Regions from separate parts of the Sus scrofa genome. Here all the other regions are linked to region 2. Evidence: chromatin contacts called from public HiChIP or PLAC-seq data. All regions are on one chromosome and are shown on one strand. Each heading gives the region's core, a stretch centred on a gene start, on an enhancer-like site or on the middle of the called end of the contact. The rest is flanking DNA. Distances are from core to core; before and after follow the strand shown. Region 1 has its middle 89 kb from the start of CLIC6. Region 2 has its middle 200 kb from the start of SETD4. Region 3 overlaps CLIC6 (chloride intracellular channel protein 6). Region 4 overlaps RUNX1 (runt related transcription factor 1).

Evidence for each region. HiChIP or PLAC-seq counts read pairs in DNA pulled down with a chosen protein or histone mark.
Region 1: a contact with region 2 is called in an H3K27ac HiChIP or PLAC-seq map of alveolar macrophages. The contact joins two enhancer-like sites. A contact is called at or near these places in 26 of 47 Hi-C or Micro-C datasets (alveolar macrophages, blood, embryonic fibroblasts and 13 more) and 2 of 2 datasets of contacts at active chromatin or transcription factors (alveolar macrophages and skeletal muscle).
Region 3: a contact with region 2 is called in an H3K27ac HiChIP or PLAC-seq map of alveolar macrophages. The contact joins two enhancer-like sites. A contact is called at or near these places in 13 of 47 Hi-C or Micro-C datasets (alveolar macrophages, blood, embryonic fibroblasts and 7 more) and 2 of 2 datasets of contacts at active chromatin or transcription factors (alveolar macrophages and skeletal muscle).
Region 4: an H3K27ac HiChIP or PLAC-seq map of alveolar macrophages shows a contact between it and region 2. The contact joins two enhancer-like sites. A contact is called at or near these places in 1 of 47 Hi-C or Micro-C datasets (embryonic fibroblasts) and 2 of 2 datasets of contacts at active chromatin or transcription factors (alveolar macrophages and skeletal muscle).

Annotation. Positions count from the first base shown.
Region 1 is chr13:198,337,664-198,340,959 of Sscrofa11.1, reverse strand. No RefSeq gene overlaps it. Among named protein-coding and RNA genes, the nearest start is that of CLIC6, 89 kb to the right of the region's middle. Within about 2 kb of position 1,264, at least 20 of the 83 cell types and tissues checked have an H3K27ac peak or open chromatin away from gene starts, as enhancers often do. A contact at or near this core is called in alveolar macrophages and retroperitoneal adipose tissue, where this site is marked.
Region 2 is chr13:199,388,370-199,391,696 of Sscrofa11.1, reverse strand. No RefSeq gene overlaps it. Among named protein-coding and RNA genes, the nearest start is that of SETD4, 200 kb to the left of the region's middle. Within about 2 kb of position 1,901, at least 5 of the 83 cell types and tissues checked have an H3K27ac peak or open chromatin away from gene starts, as enhancers often do. A contact at or near this core is called in alveolar macrophages and retroperitoneal adipose tissue, where this site is marked.
Region 3 is chr13:198,273,623-198,277,052 of Sscrofa11.1, reverse strand. The region is part of intron 1 of CLIC6 (chloride intracellular channel protein 6); the gene reads right to left. Among named protein-coding and RNA genes, the nearest start is that of CLIC6, 25 kb to the right of the region's middle. Within about 2 kb of position 1,977, at least 1 of the 83 cell types and tissues checked has an H3K27ac peak or open chromatin away from gene starts, as enhancers often do. A contact at or near this core is called in alveolar macrophages, where this site is marked.
Region 4 is chr13:198,377,928-198,381,373 of Sscrofa11.1, reverse strand. The region is part of intron 7 of RUNX1 (runt related transcription factor 1); the gene reads left to right. Among named protein-coding and RNA genes, the nearest start is that of CLIC6, 130 kb to the right of the region's middle. Within about 2 kb of position 2,078, at least 16 of the 83 cell types and tissues checked have an H3K27ac peak or open chromatin away from gene starts, as enhancers often do. A contact at or near this core is called in alveolar macrophages, where this site is marked.

The sequences.
Region 1 (3,296 bases), core at 15-2,514, 1.1 Mb after region 2:
TGACGCCTGTGGTGTCAAGGGCATCTCTCGGTAAGAGGGACAGCTGAGCGAGGAAGGGGCAACTTAACCAACACCCCCTCTGAACCGTGAAACCCCAGTCTCCCTCCAGAGCATCCCCAGTTTTCAATTCACTTTGATTAAATCGATAAGCCAGAATCCACTTCTGTGGTTTGTAACCAAAAGGACTTCACCAACCACAGCTATCTTGATGAATCTGCCCCTTGCCTGTCTCCGCTCCGTCCACCGGCGCATCCACGTGCCTGCGTGGAAGACAACCTAAGCAGACCTGTGCCGGGTGCTTTCAAACGAAGCAGGTCAAGGTTTTGCTCCTGAGGCTGTAATAATCCAGCCACAGAAACTGTGCTCAGGCCCTCAAAACATCAGGTAACGCAAAATCGGGCGAGGCCCTGGGCTGCAGTGAAAAGACACCTGTGCTGGGGAAGAAAACACGCTCGCCCAGCGCAGGAAAAGACCCCGCCCTGGAGCGCGGGCTTCTTTTCTCTCCAGCCCTCGGTAGTGAATCTGGACTTTGTAGTTTCCTAAGTGATTTCTCTTGCCTTTCAGTCCAGATGCAAAGGAGAAGTATTTACAACATCTGCAAGAATGACTAGGAGCTGCAGGGTGTGTCAATAGCCCCGCTTGATAAGGATTAATTTTAAATTCTGTACCCAAGAAGGCTCCAATCTGAGGTGCGGGTCCCAATTCGGGGATGGTTGCATTTCGGATTTTGCCTTCCCAACCACAACCAGGTTTCCATCTAATCCGAAGACAGGCGGGTGGGAGGGCGGACTGGAGGAAGGAGGGCTTTCAAGGAAGACGCTCTGCTCCGGGTCCTCACTTCCTGCCCGCAACTCTTTTCTTTCTGTGGCTCCAGGATCCTGCTGGCCGCTTTTCCCACGCACGTCCTCAACTTCACGCAGCCTTTCAGAGACTCCCGCGAGATAACGTCGGATGTGAAAGTTGTTTGTAAACGAAGCATCGGCTTAATGTTTCCATTATTGCCTGTGTCTTTATCCCACGTGTGCAGGCGACTCCCTCCTCTTCCTCCCACTCTCCCTGTCCCCTTCCCCGGGATGAGGGAATTCAGGCCAAGCTGGCCTGGTGCCCGGAGGTGCCAGTCAATTATGGGGCTGAGACTCTATGCCCCAGGCAGGGCCACAAAGCCACCAGGCTCCCCCGTTTCAGTTGGTCTCAGCCCAGCAGAGTCATTCATGAGCCAGCATCCCCTGCTGCTTCTCAGCCACCACTGGGAGCCTGTGACTCGGTCAGGGCACGGTGACAGAGACACACGCTAAGTGCGACCAAGCCCTCTGCTGGGACGCTGTGGTCGGCTTAGTGTGACTTGAGCTCAAGGAAGTGGTTTCAGGAGATAACACTCCCTTGACCCACAGGGGCGGGATGGGTTATCCCTATCGCCCGAGAAGGTCACCAAAATGAACCTGGTAACTTGAAAGCGAGACTCAGAAGGGCCCCGAGAAAGAGCTCCCCGGACTGGAGACAGCAGAACTCGCCACTTTTCATCTTCAAAGCCCAGAACCTCAATTAAGTAATTAATAGGTCTGGTCATGTTCGCAGCTCTCTGAAAATGAGACTGGGGGAGCTCTGGCTTTCCTTCCAGGGGATGTGCTTTCCTGGCGAGCCCAGAGAACTGCCTAAGAAGGCGATCAGTAACCCAGTAACCATCCTTGCTCTTCACCCCTCGCTCCGCACCCCGCAGGGAGGCAAGTTCCAAATCCGCTCTGAGGGTTCAGGGGCTGCCCCAGCCGGGAAATGCGACCAGACGTTGTACTTTGCTGCCCTCTTGAGGATGCTCTGAGGATAGCGGGCATCCAGTAATAGGAAGAAACCGGCTTTTTTTTACCCCTTGGAAGAGCGTCTGGTATGATCAAGACTTCTTCAAAATAGGAAAATACTAACCTAGAGTATAATAAATCCTCTCTTTTAAAAAAATTCAAAACCTAGAGGACTGTGTTGATACTGAGTTAAGAGTTCCAAGGGCCAATACCTTCCCAAAGAAACGAGAAGTTTCTTGAATTAATGGATGAGAACCAATCTTCAACATCAGAGGGCTAAAGGAAGGTAATTGCCCTCGATATTTATTTTCAATTTGGAAGATCCAAAGCAAGAAGACTTTGAAGCAGTCAAGAACTGATTAGAATTCTAGGCTTGGTGCCAAGGGGATAAATTGTCTGGTGACTTTTTGCAGAGTTATTGACTCCCTTTGCATCTGAGGCCCAGAGCCCAGCAGGGTATAAAAGCTTCAAAAAGCGCTCAGAAAAGGGCGTCATGCCCAGCACTGACAAGATGCAGAGTGCCAGGTCTGCGGGACTGTCCCCCATCATAACCCAGTCACCCCAGGGGGCTGCTGGCAGCTCAGTCCGCTCGAAGACCCATGACTGGCTTCGCCCATGAGGAGTTGCCATCTCTGCATATTTTGAAGGCTGTCTGGTCTCTCGTGGTTTACGGCTCTGGGCTGGTATGTCTGGGGATTTCTTGCTCTAGATAACATGTTTTAAATAAGTAAAAAAGCTCCAACACACACACACGTACACGCACACGAAATGTGTGTCCCCAAGCTGAACTCTCTTCAATTAACTTGTATGTATGTATGTATTTTTGCTTTTTTAGGGCTGCACCTGTGGCACATGGAAGTTCCCAGGCTAGGGGTCGAATCAGAGCCAGACACAGATCCCAGCCACATCTGCAACCAATACCACAACTTGCAGCAACACCGGATCCTTAACCCACTGAGTGAGGCCAGGGATTGAGCCCACATCCTCCTGGATACTAGTTGGGTTTGTAACACACCCCCCCCCCGCCGCAGTGGGTCTTGACTGCTCCTTTGTGACCATCTCTGAGCTTCCCTGGCCATAAACTCCTTCTCCAGCCCCACCTCACCTTCCTGAGCTCTGGGGGACGCAGAGGAGAGGAGCCCCAGCCAGCCAGTCCCGCCCCAGTCACCGTCCCCACTGACCCCCACCTCGAGGTCCCTTCCACTGGCAGCGATTCAGTCAGCTGGACCAGTGTGCCCATTCTCAGCTGCTCTCCGACTGTTGCAAAGTGTGCTGACTGGGACCCACCCCTCCACGCCCTAGGGAACCACTGCAGGCCATTCCCAGCCCACTCCCTGTGACACCAGACCAGACTGAATGTTGAAAATTATGAGAATCTACAAATTGAATGGGGAGTTTCTATTGTGGCTCAGTAGGTTATGAACCCCACTAGTATCCGCAAGGATGCGGGCTTGATCCCTGGCCTTGCTCAGTGGGTTAAGGATCTGGCATTGCCACAAGCTA
Region 2 (3,327 bases), core at 652-3,151:
CATTCATTTTGGAATTGGAAACCTGATTCTACTCAATTTTAACAACAATTTTTCTGTTGTCAGCGGATCTTGCTTAACTCAGAGCAATGACTCATCAAGCGGCCTTATCTATAGCCACTAGATGGCGCTCACATGCTATTGTAAAGGGATACTGAAGTTAAACTATTTGGAAAAACAATTTGTCTTCATTGAAGGTAAATACAGAATTAGCCTTACAACTGTACAGGCTTGGGGATTACAGATTTTTCTTGCCCCTTCACTTTTCTTGAGTGAATTTTCCACTAGACATCATGATTAAGCACAGGGACCCCAGAGTCAGGCTAAGTTCAAATACTGTCTCCATCATTTGCATCTAAATGACCCTGAGTAGGTCAGGTCACTTCAGTGTTCTCACCTACCAGATGGGTTAGTAATAACACATACCCCAGAGGGTGACATATATTAAAGCGCATAGTCTTACATGTGCTTGATTTTAAAAATTTATATATTTTTCTCCCCCCCCAGCTTTATGAGATATAATTGACATATAACACTCTAAGTTTAAGCTGTACAACACGATGATTTGATACACATATATGTTGCAAAATGATTACCACAATAGGACTAGTTGTGTGTTTGCAGTATTTGCTAATATTTTTTTTTTCTTCTTTGTGGCATTGCTGATCACTTAAACAAATGTTTTCCAAATACCAGTTCAAGGACTAGCAATAGCAGAATCACTTAAGGATCTTTCATAAAATATAGACGTATGAGCTCCTTCTCTGGGGCATTTATTTCAGTAATTTTGAGATGGGGGTTAGGGACTTACAGTCTTTAAAACTTTTCAACAGGTGGTTCTGATGCTTGTCTAGATTTTGGAGACAGTGACATAAACTACCCAGAGATGTTGCTGTCTATCCAAGTCCAGTCATGGTGTAAGGACCTCATGTTATCTGTACACTGGCCATTTCCAAGTCCCAGTTCCCTTTTAACATGGAGTACGCGCCATCCAAAGTGCTGACTTTGGGATGGTTTCCTCCAACCACTATCTTTTAAGGCCGCCCCCTCCAAGTGAGGCTGAACAGCAGCCACTGTTTGTTTGGCTTGTGCCTTTGGTATTCAGCTGACTCATGGATAAATCAAGCTTGGGCTTTCCCCTGCTCCATCAGCTGGTCATAACGGACCTCCCATGTGGCCATGGGTATGAGCTAAGGGGAGGCACTGATGCAGCAATGGTGAATACCATGGAGATCTGGGGTACCTGCTGGGATAACTTGTTTATGCCCTGATCTGGATGCACCACTTTCATCTTACAATAGATGGCTGTTGGGTATGTGGCTTCCTGGGTGTGACGGAACCCAGCTCATCATGGATGGTTGATTACCTCGTGTCCCCTGGTTGGGGACAGCAGCATGCGGGGTGCTCTTTATTCTAAAGCTATATTGTTATTAGATGTAGTGGACATGTTTGCTCCAGAACTCTTAAGTTTCGGAGTTGTGATTTTCCCAATTTGGATTGCCAAAAACTCCACACTGTGTTTCTTTTCCATCACTAGTACTACTAATGCCAGAGGGTCTGCTGGGCCATGAAGCTTAGGCCATAGGGCCATTTATGCTGTGGCAGGACTTTTGCAGAGATTTCCCTGTTTTGATGGCCATTCTATCCCTTGTTATATGGATACGAGCAATATTCCCAACTGTGAAACTAGTGTCCCTGAAACCTAAAGGCTATTGTGCTGCAGTTTTACTTTTTTTTTTTTTAAGAAGGGGTGAGATAATAATTTGTTATTTACTTTGGCTGAGATATCCTGAAATGCCTAGACCCTAGACCTTTAAAAAGTTTGCTGATGTGGCCTGTGATGGTTAGTTCCCATTTTATTTATGGCATGAGTCTGACTTGTGAAGGCTTTGAGTATCCTTGACACTTCTTGCTCATCAGGTCTGATTTACATGATGTCACCCCCAGCCTGATATCCTGCAAATGCCCAGCTTGTCCAGGGCTCCTCAGACTATATTATGACAGAGAGAAGAGAGTTAGCATAGCCCTGGGTCAACACTGCAAATGAATACCGTTGTCTGTTCTGAGCAAATGTGAACTGTTTCTGATCCTTCTTTTTGATAGGGATGAAAGGACAGAGTTCCCAGATCAAAGGCTGCACACCATGTACCTGAGCCTGTGTTTAAGAAAAAATAGACTATCTGGTAAGGAAGCTTCAGTGCCAGCTGTGGCTGCTGCTTGTTTAAGTCTGTAGGAGTCTGTCACCCTCCAGGACCGATGTGAGTTCTGCAGGGCCCAGACTGATTAATTCAATGGTGATATGATAACAGCCACACTCTGCATCCTGTAGGTACTTAAGGGTAGTTCTAAGCTTCAAAATCCAAACCTCCCCCTCTAACCCATCCAAGGATACGATATCGTTTTTGATTTACTCTCTTGGCTGGGGTAGGAGACAGTTTAGAAACTTCCCCCTTGAGCTTCCTCACTGTGATAGCTCTTATTTGTGTAAGCCTTGGCAACCATCAGTTTATCTGTTCCTAAACACTTGGGGACTGGGGGCATGATTCTTTCCCACCAGGAGCTCTGAGCTTTGTCCAAGCAGAGCTGCCAGGTTTGGTTGAGATCCCGTGGAACCCTGCTATTTTCATGAATAAGTCCTGTGCCTGATCCTTAGCTTTCTCTGCAATTTGAATACGAGGGCTGAGTCTCTTTAGGAGCTGGCAAGGAGGACTTCTGCCTTTCACACTTAGCATTTCATTGATGGTTAACATCCTCAGGCTTTTGCTGTCACCCTCCCAAACATCAAGAGACCTGGACAACAGCCATCCAATCTTACCTCTTCAGAATGGCTCTTTCCTGTTTGTATTTCTCAAACAGCCAGTGGAAATGCACGGGCCATGCATTTCCTGCCCCAGTTCTCTGCTGCTTTGAACCTCGAGCTGCGTGATAGAGATTCACTGCTAGCTGGGCAGTGGGTGGTCCAGTTCTGAAATTATATTAATTAGCCTTGCTTTCTGGAACCACTTCTGGCATCAGGGTGGGTTCCTGAAGCAGACGGTGAGGGGCACATCAGCATGGTGGACGTTGGTTAGGGGCACTCTGGTGATCCAACCAGGGAGGAAGCAGCAGGGGCCAGAGGAGAAATTGAACAATGTGGCTCTTATCCCATGGAAGCTGGCATCGTTTTCAGAATCCTGCTGAGTTGGAGCAGGAGGTCAGGCTGCCATGCTCCTGACTTGTCAGCCAGTCATTAGACTTCAGGTTTTGCAGGAAAAGGGTGTGATCTCATGCAAGGTGGTTCTCATCAGCCCAGGGCAGCATCTGCAGAGCAAGGACAGTCCTCCCAGCTCT
Region 3 (3,430 bases), core at 728-3,227, 1.1 Mb after region 2:
GATAGCCAAGTGGACAGGGGTGAGGGGGCCTTTGGCTGGGTGCTCTTCTGTTCCCTCTCTGGGAAACTTTTGCCAAAAGTCAAGGTGACAGTGAATTTGACATCGCCTTCCCTATGCCCACACCTGGAGTGCAAACAGGCCTTCTGCCCAATCAACAGCCGTGCCCCCTCCCCAGGACACACACAGCCATGCAGGGCTGGCCTCCCCTGTGAAAACAGGGGTCCTGCAATGCTGTGACAGCCCAGCTCTTCTTCCAACAAGACAGATGGAGCCAAATGCTCCTTGACAGATCCTGTCGAATCCACTTGAATCCAGTTCATCACAGCCCATGTGGCATGTTCCATGTCATGTGGCCCAAAGAGTTGGGGTCTGGGATTTTAAAGCGAATGCCTGATCTTGGCCATAGATAGCTTTCAGTAAAAGCACCAGAGGGTGCTGAGCACAAACCAAGACCATTGCCTTCGGTAGAAAAAAGATGTTTTTGGACTTGCCCTTCCCATTGCAGTCTGAGACGGGGTTAGTTAAGAACCAGTGGGGCCATCTCAGAGCAGCCAGCAAAATAACTAGTGGATCGATGCTCGACCACAACTCATTCTAGCTGTGGTCTGGGGTGAGAACGACAGAACGTGGAAGAACAAGCTCCAAGACCATTTGCTGGTACAGTAGGCAGAATAATGGTCCCCCAAGGACGTCCACATCCCAGCTCTCAGAACCTACGGATATGCTACCTATGGCAACAAAGAGCTCTGCACAGGTGGTCAAGGCCGTGGCTTTGAGATGGGGGTGGTTCAGTGGGCCCTGTCTGATCACATGCATCCTTTATAGCGAGACCCTTTTCCAGCTTGATCGGGGAAGACTGGACTAGAGAAAAATGGTCAGAGATGCATATTGCTGGTTTCGAAGGTGGGGGAAGATTCTGAACCAAGGAATGCAGGTGTCCTGTAGAAACTGGAAAAGCCAATGGCACGGATTCTCCCCTGGAGCCTCCAAAAAGAAATGGAGGCCCAACACGTGCCTCAGTTTTAGCCCAGAGAGGCCTGTGTCACACTTCTGACCAAGAGACCTGTAAAATAATACATTTGCGTTAAGCCACCAAGGTTGTGGTCATTTGTTACAGCAGCAACAGGAAACTAGTCCAGCTGCTGACTCCCATATGGAAATCCTAAACCTTGTCCTAAGATGGTTCAGTGAATCAAGCCCACATCGATCAGGTGAACCCTGAAGCAGGCAGCACTTAGCCTATTCCCAGAAACTTCCTGCAGGAGCCTCTCCTCGTTTGCCAAGGATTTGCAAGGTGGTCATCTGAAGAAGCTCTGTGTCGAGCCCCCCAAAAGCCAAGCTCCTCTTTGCGGACTTGTGAACTATACCCACACTTCTGACCTGAATTATAGGAGGGCCTGCTGGCTCTTCCACGTCAGCTATGAGGCCACAGAGTCTGGCAGACAAGCCCCAAACATAGCTTTCCTCTTGACTCAGGAGGCTGTATTTTTCACCCCATTTTTTTCAATTAGGTAAGATTGAGGATCCATCTGGTCAAAAATGTAACAAGGCACAGTCACAGATCACGCTCCCAAGAGGATGAGGGGTCTACCCATGACATTTTGCTCTTTTTGGGTGGGGGGGGCTTTTTAGGGCCACACCCGTGGCATGTGAAGGTTCCCAGGCTAGGGGTCTAATCGGAGCTACAGCTGCCAGCCTACACCACAGCCACAGCAACACCAGATCCGAAACACCTCTGCCACCTACACCACAGCTCACGGCAACGTTAGATCCTTAACCCACTGAGCGAGGCCAGGGATCAAACCTCTACCTCATGGTTCCTCGTCGGGTTCGTTTCCGCTGCACCACAACAGGAACTCCGACATTTTGTTCTTTTTAATCTTGGTGATCTTGGTTCCTCAAGGTAGTTTTTAGAACCTGCCTTCTCAGAAGGGCTTTAACAGCGTCAGACTGTACACCGTCTTCAAGAGGTTGTTGGCGCCCCCTCGTGGTCTTGCGATGCACTCTCCCGACGTAGCACCTTTCCTTCAAACACACCCATCCCTCTTTAGAGTTTGGTGGAAAATGTCACAGATTCGTTTTTAGGCCCTTTAGAGGCTAAACCTTCGCAATTTGCCGGAGACTCGGGTTTCCTACTACCCAGAATTATCCGTTTTAAAACTAGGAAAGTCCTGGAAAGACTAGAATGTCTTGGTCTCTCTCCATACCCTGGCCCCTTCAGACCCCACAGGAAAATTACCCCAAGAGGGCATCGTCTTCCTGTCCTGGGCACTGCAGTGGTCTGAACCAAACACAACTTTGGACCTGAACAGTAATGCCTTTACTAATGCATCTCGATTTGAGATCAGCAGCTGACTTGTGCATACTTTGCTTATGATAGGAAAATAACAGTTGGAGACGTATAAATTATCTCTGGAGTCTCATTTAAAAAACCATGAGGAGGTAGTTTCCATCCTGGCTCAGTGGAAACAAACCTGACTTGTATCCATGAGGTCACAGGTTTGACCCTTGGCCTCTCTAAGTGGGTTAAGGAGCCAGTGTTGCCATGAGCTGTGGTGTAGGTTGAAGACCTGGCTCGGATGCCACGTTGCTGTGGCTGTGGTACAACCCAGCAGCTATGGCTCAGATTTCGACCCCTAACCTGGGAACTTCCACATGCCGCAGGCGCAGCCCTGAAAACACCCCTCCCCCCAAAAAAAAACCTGAGGAAAGAAGGGAGGAGGAAGCGTGGTGGGTGGGAGAGTAGCCATGGAAATTCTGATTACCTCTAAAATGTTCAGATTCAGCTTTCTCAATTTGTTGAGAATTCTCTAGCTCATTTGCATAATTCTTTGGAAATTGTAGTTTGCTTAAAAAATAAAAAAGGCACCTGCTTTCTCTTTTTCTTTGTAATGTTTATGTTTAAGAAGACCAGGAGTTCCTGTCATGGCTCAGTGGTTAATGAACTCAACTAGTATGCATGAGGACGCAGGTTTGATCCCTGGCCTTGCTCAGTGGGTTAAGGATCTGGTATTGCTATGAGCCGTGGCGTAGGGTGCAAATGAGGCTTGGATTCCGCGCTGCTGTGGCTCTGGTGTAGGCCAGCAGTTAGAGCTCTGATCTGACCCCTAGCCTGGGAACCTCCATATGCTGCTGGTGTGGCTAAAAAAAAAAAAAAAAAAGGAAGACCAAAGGTCTGGAACTGTCTTTTTACAAGGAAGAAAGTCTAGTGCTTTAAAGACACTCATGTCGGTTTCAGTGACCAACTGAAGAAAGTTCTATGTATTGAGGTGAGGAAGGGAGGGGACTGGGAATTTTACATTTTTTGTTCAAGTGGAAACTAGTCAGTTAATCAGAAATATCTTAAAGCTTATTGAGGGAATTCTTATGACCAGTGTGGATTTTAGAATGCTTTCCTTTTAATATTGAAAGATGGCAAGAGTTCCCGTCG
Region 4 (3,446 bases), core at 829-3,328, 1.0 Mb after region 2:
TGGCTGTTTTTGCTTTTCAGCTCTTGGCATCAGATTATAGCAGATTAGGGGGCGGGCAAGGGGGCAAAGGCACCATGTCTGCCACTTAAGTGTTGAGCCACATTGTGTTTTGTGCACAACTGTGATTACTTGAGATTTCACCAAATGCTTTAGCTTCTGAGAGAGTCAGAGAATACCTCTCAGCTTCTCAACAGCAGCACCACTGGCCAGATCATTCTTTACTGTAGGGGGCAGTCCTGTACACTGCTGGACCTTCATCAATGTCTGTGGCCTCTAGATGCCAGGAACACGCCCCCGTCATGACAACCAAAAATCATCTGGCATTGCCAAGCATCCTGAGGACTAACACTGCCCCCGACTTGAGAACTGCCTTCACATATACTTTTGCACTGTAGTGAAACAGGAAAGTCAACTTAGTTGCCCAGTTTCCATGTTATTTTCAGCCATGGATGCCAAGAATTTCATGGCACCTGCTGGGCCAAGGAGTTAAGGGACAGGATAGGAATTAATGAAGTCCATTTAGCTTGTTGTTTTAGAAGCTTTGTTCCCTCAGGACTGGTCTGATTCCAAAGGCGTTTGTCATCTCGTATTGATTCTTCTTCTTGGTGGTGCTGCTCTGCCCATTGGCAATGGTCTACCTCTGAAGCAATTACTCTTTTCCTTGGAAATGTCCCTGCTGTGTGTGTGTCCCTTCGAATTTATTGTGGAAGTCTTTTGAGTTGGTCTGCACCCAAGACAGTGGGCACCTTAAATCCAAGAACTCTAGCTGCTCCAACTGACCAGTTCAGATGTAAGGGGGGCTTCTCTTTCCACAGGGACGTTGCATGTGCACTCTCAAATCACCTCTCACAGCTACACTTGGGAATAGTCTGGACTTCAGTTAGCCAGGGAGTAATAGAAAGGCGTTTTATAGCATGAGGGTGTGAAATAGATAAAAACCAAGGCGACCCATTTCAGCACCCAAGCATGACCCTGCGCTGTCTTGGAGGGTGGGCCTGGGAGAATTCCAGAGGTGCTTTCACCGGTGGCAGAGAACAGCATGGGAGACTGCTCTTCAACTTGGCAGCTCTCCCTCTGAGAAACCAAGCCTGGAGCCCAGGCCTGAAAAGTGTTGTCATCCGCCTGGGGGCAGGAGGGGGTTGGGATACTTAAAAGAAAAGTGGCTGCCTGGCGGCCAGCTTTGAGAGCCTGCACAGCTCTGAGCCAGCTTTCCCTGAATCCACCCCCCAGCCCCACCTGGGCTTCCTTTTGCAGGAGGGACCTGTGCTCTGTCTCTTTCTCTTCCCTTTGTAGACAGACTCCACACCTTGTCTGAAAAGAGTTGTCATCTGGAGGTTTTCTTTTCTTTTTTTCTTTTTAAATAATGTTTAGCTGCCAACCTGGGCGACAGACAGCATGCATTAATCTGAGTCATGCAAAAGATCCTTTTAAGGCAGCCATTATCTGCTCAGGCTGTTTAATCCTTTGGGGGCAGTGGGAGGGGCCCAGAGTGGGTCTGCTTTCATCCACATCGAGCTGCAGAAGGAAGACTTGAGCTGCCATGGCAAATATTTAGCCCCATCGGTAGGGAAACAATCCCAACTAAAATGCCTGAACCGCCTAATCCCCAGATTTCCTACTTTTTAAAAGCTCCCTGGGAATATGAGGGGTCCCCATCTCTGCCAACACTACCACTGAGTAAGGGGGCACCAAGCCAGCCAAAAGGACAAACGAGCTAAGGCAGGGTGGGTGAACTGTGCGTGATTGGTGGGGCTTGGTAGGGGGAATCCAATTGGACATAAAAATGAAAACAAATAGGTGAATAGGTATATTGAGTCTGAGCCTATCTAGAGGGCCGAAGCTATTCTGTTATCAAAATATATATATAAAGGATAATTAGACCAAATGGATGGTCTTTTGTAGTGTGGCATTGGTACAGTGCAGACAGAAGAAGAATCACAGGCAACATCTAAGATCTTACAGATACTGTGCCCACAAGTGAAAGAGCTATTTTCCCCTGACAGCTGAGACTGTCACATCATTCCATTACTTATGTCCGTGACAAACCACGGACTCACTGAGGATTCCAGTAACTTGCTGCCATCACCAGGTTACCATGTAGTGGTTGGAACAGACTGGCAGAGCATGTCCAGACACCGTCATGAAACAGGGTGACCTTTCATTCATTTTCCAGTGGATTCACCTTTTTGTCTCAGGGCAAATGAAGCAAGAGGAATAATGGGTGGAGTCATTTATTTGTGTCCGGAATATTGCATCAGATGACAACAAATTGTGTTTGCCTAATGCTTTTCCTCCTACCTCGGCTTCTCCCTGGACTATAGAAATCTTAACTGGAAAAATGGAGTAAAGCTTCCTGTTAACTCTCAAGCATGTCACGGCTCTCTGTGTGAGCAAAAACAAGTGACAGGGGCTTGCTCACAGATGGCCCCAGTGGGCAGGGACGAACCCTGTGGAATGAGGTGCGGCCTGGCTTCAGGATGAGCTAGAGAGTGTCCGTGGAAGGGCGGCCCTAGAACCACTGTCAGTTTACAACTTTTTCCCCTACCCACATGTCTGACTCGCTTTGAAAAGATTAACAGGAGTGTTTGTTTGAAAGTCAGACTCCTGGTTTCCTCATTAGTGGAGAGATCTGCCGCAGACTTCGGTTGTTTCTGTAAACTTTAATTACCTTTTTGATGAGGAGTATATCCCCTCATCACATGCACCCCAAATTTACAGAGGAGTTCATTTGGAGGGAAGGAAGGCTGAGGAGAGGGAGGGAGAGAGGAGAGATGAGAGAGAGACAGAGAGAGAGAGAACACTAGCTCTCCCTGCTGGAATAACAGACTTGAAATATGAGGAAGTTGATCAACAGCCGATGCCTTCCAAAAAGAGATTAATTCACCCGGTAGCTTTCCTTTCAGAGCTAGCTCTTGGCTCCATCAAGTTTCTCTGTGGGCCTATACACAAAAGGACACAGGCCACATGCCATCCTGAGCTTGGAGTTATTTTCTATGTTGATTTGAGAACTTATAAATTTTAAAACATTCAATTCTTGTCTCTGTTGTTTTGTTGCTGACGTAAAGACTATAGTCCTGGCCTGGTCATTTAATGAATAATTAATTCTAAGGAACAGAAACTACCCCAGGACACCATCCTACATCCACAGTGGTAGGTCTCAGTGGGGGTATTTTTGCTCCCCTCACCCCTACCACCAGGACAGCTGGAAAGTCTGGAGACCTTGTTGGTTGTCACAATGGGGGGAGTGAGGGCACTACTGACATCTGGTGGGCAAAGGCCAAGGATGCTGCCAAACATCCCACAATGCACTGGACAGCCCCCCCCCACTGCCGCAGCAAGTCTGGCCCCAAATACCAGTAGTGCCACTGTCAGGAAACTGATCTACAGGACACAGGAAACCCATCCTGGCACCCAAACCCCCCAGGACTTTGGCAGCCCGTGGTTAA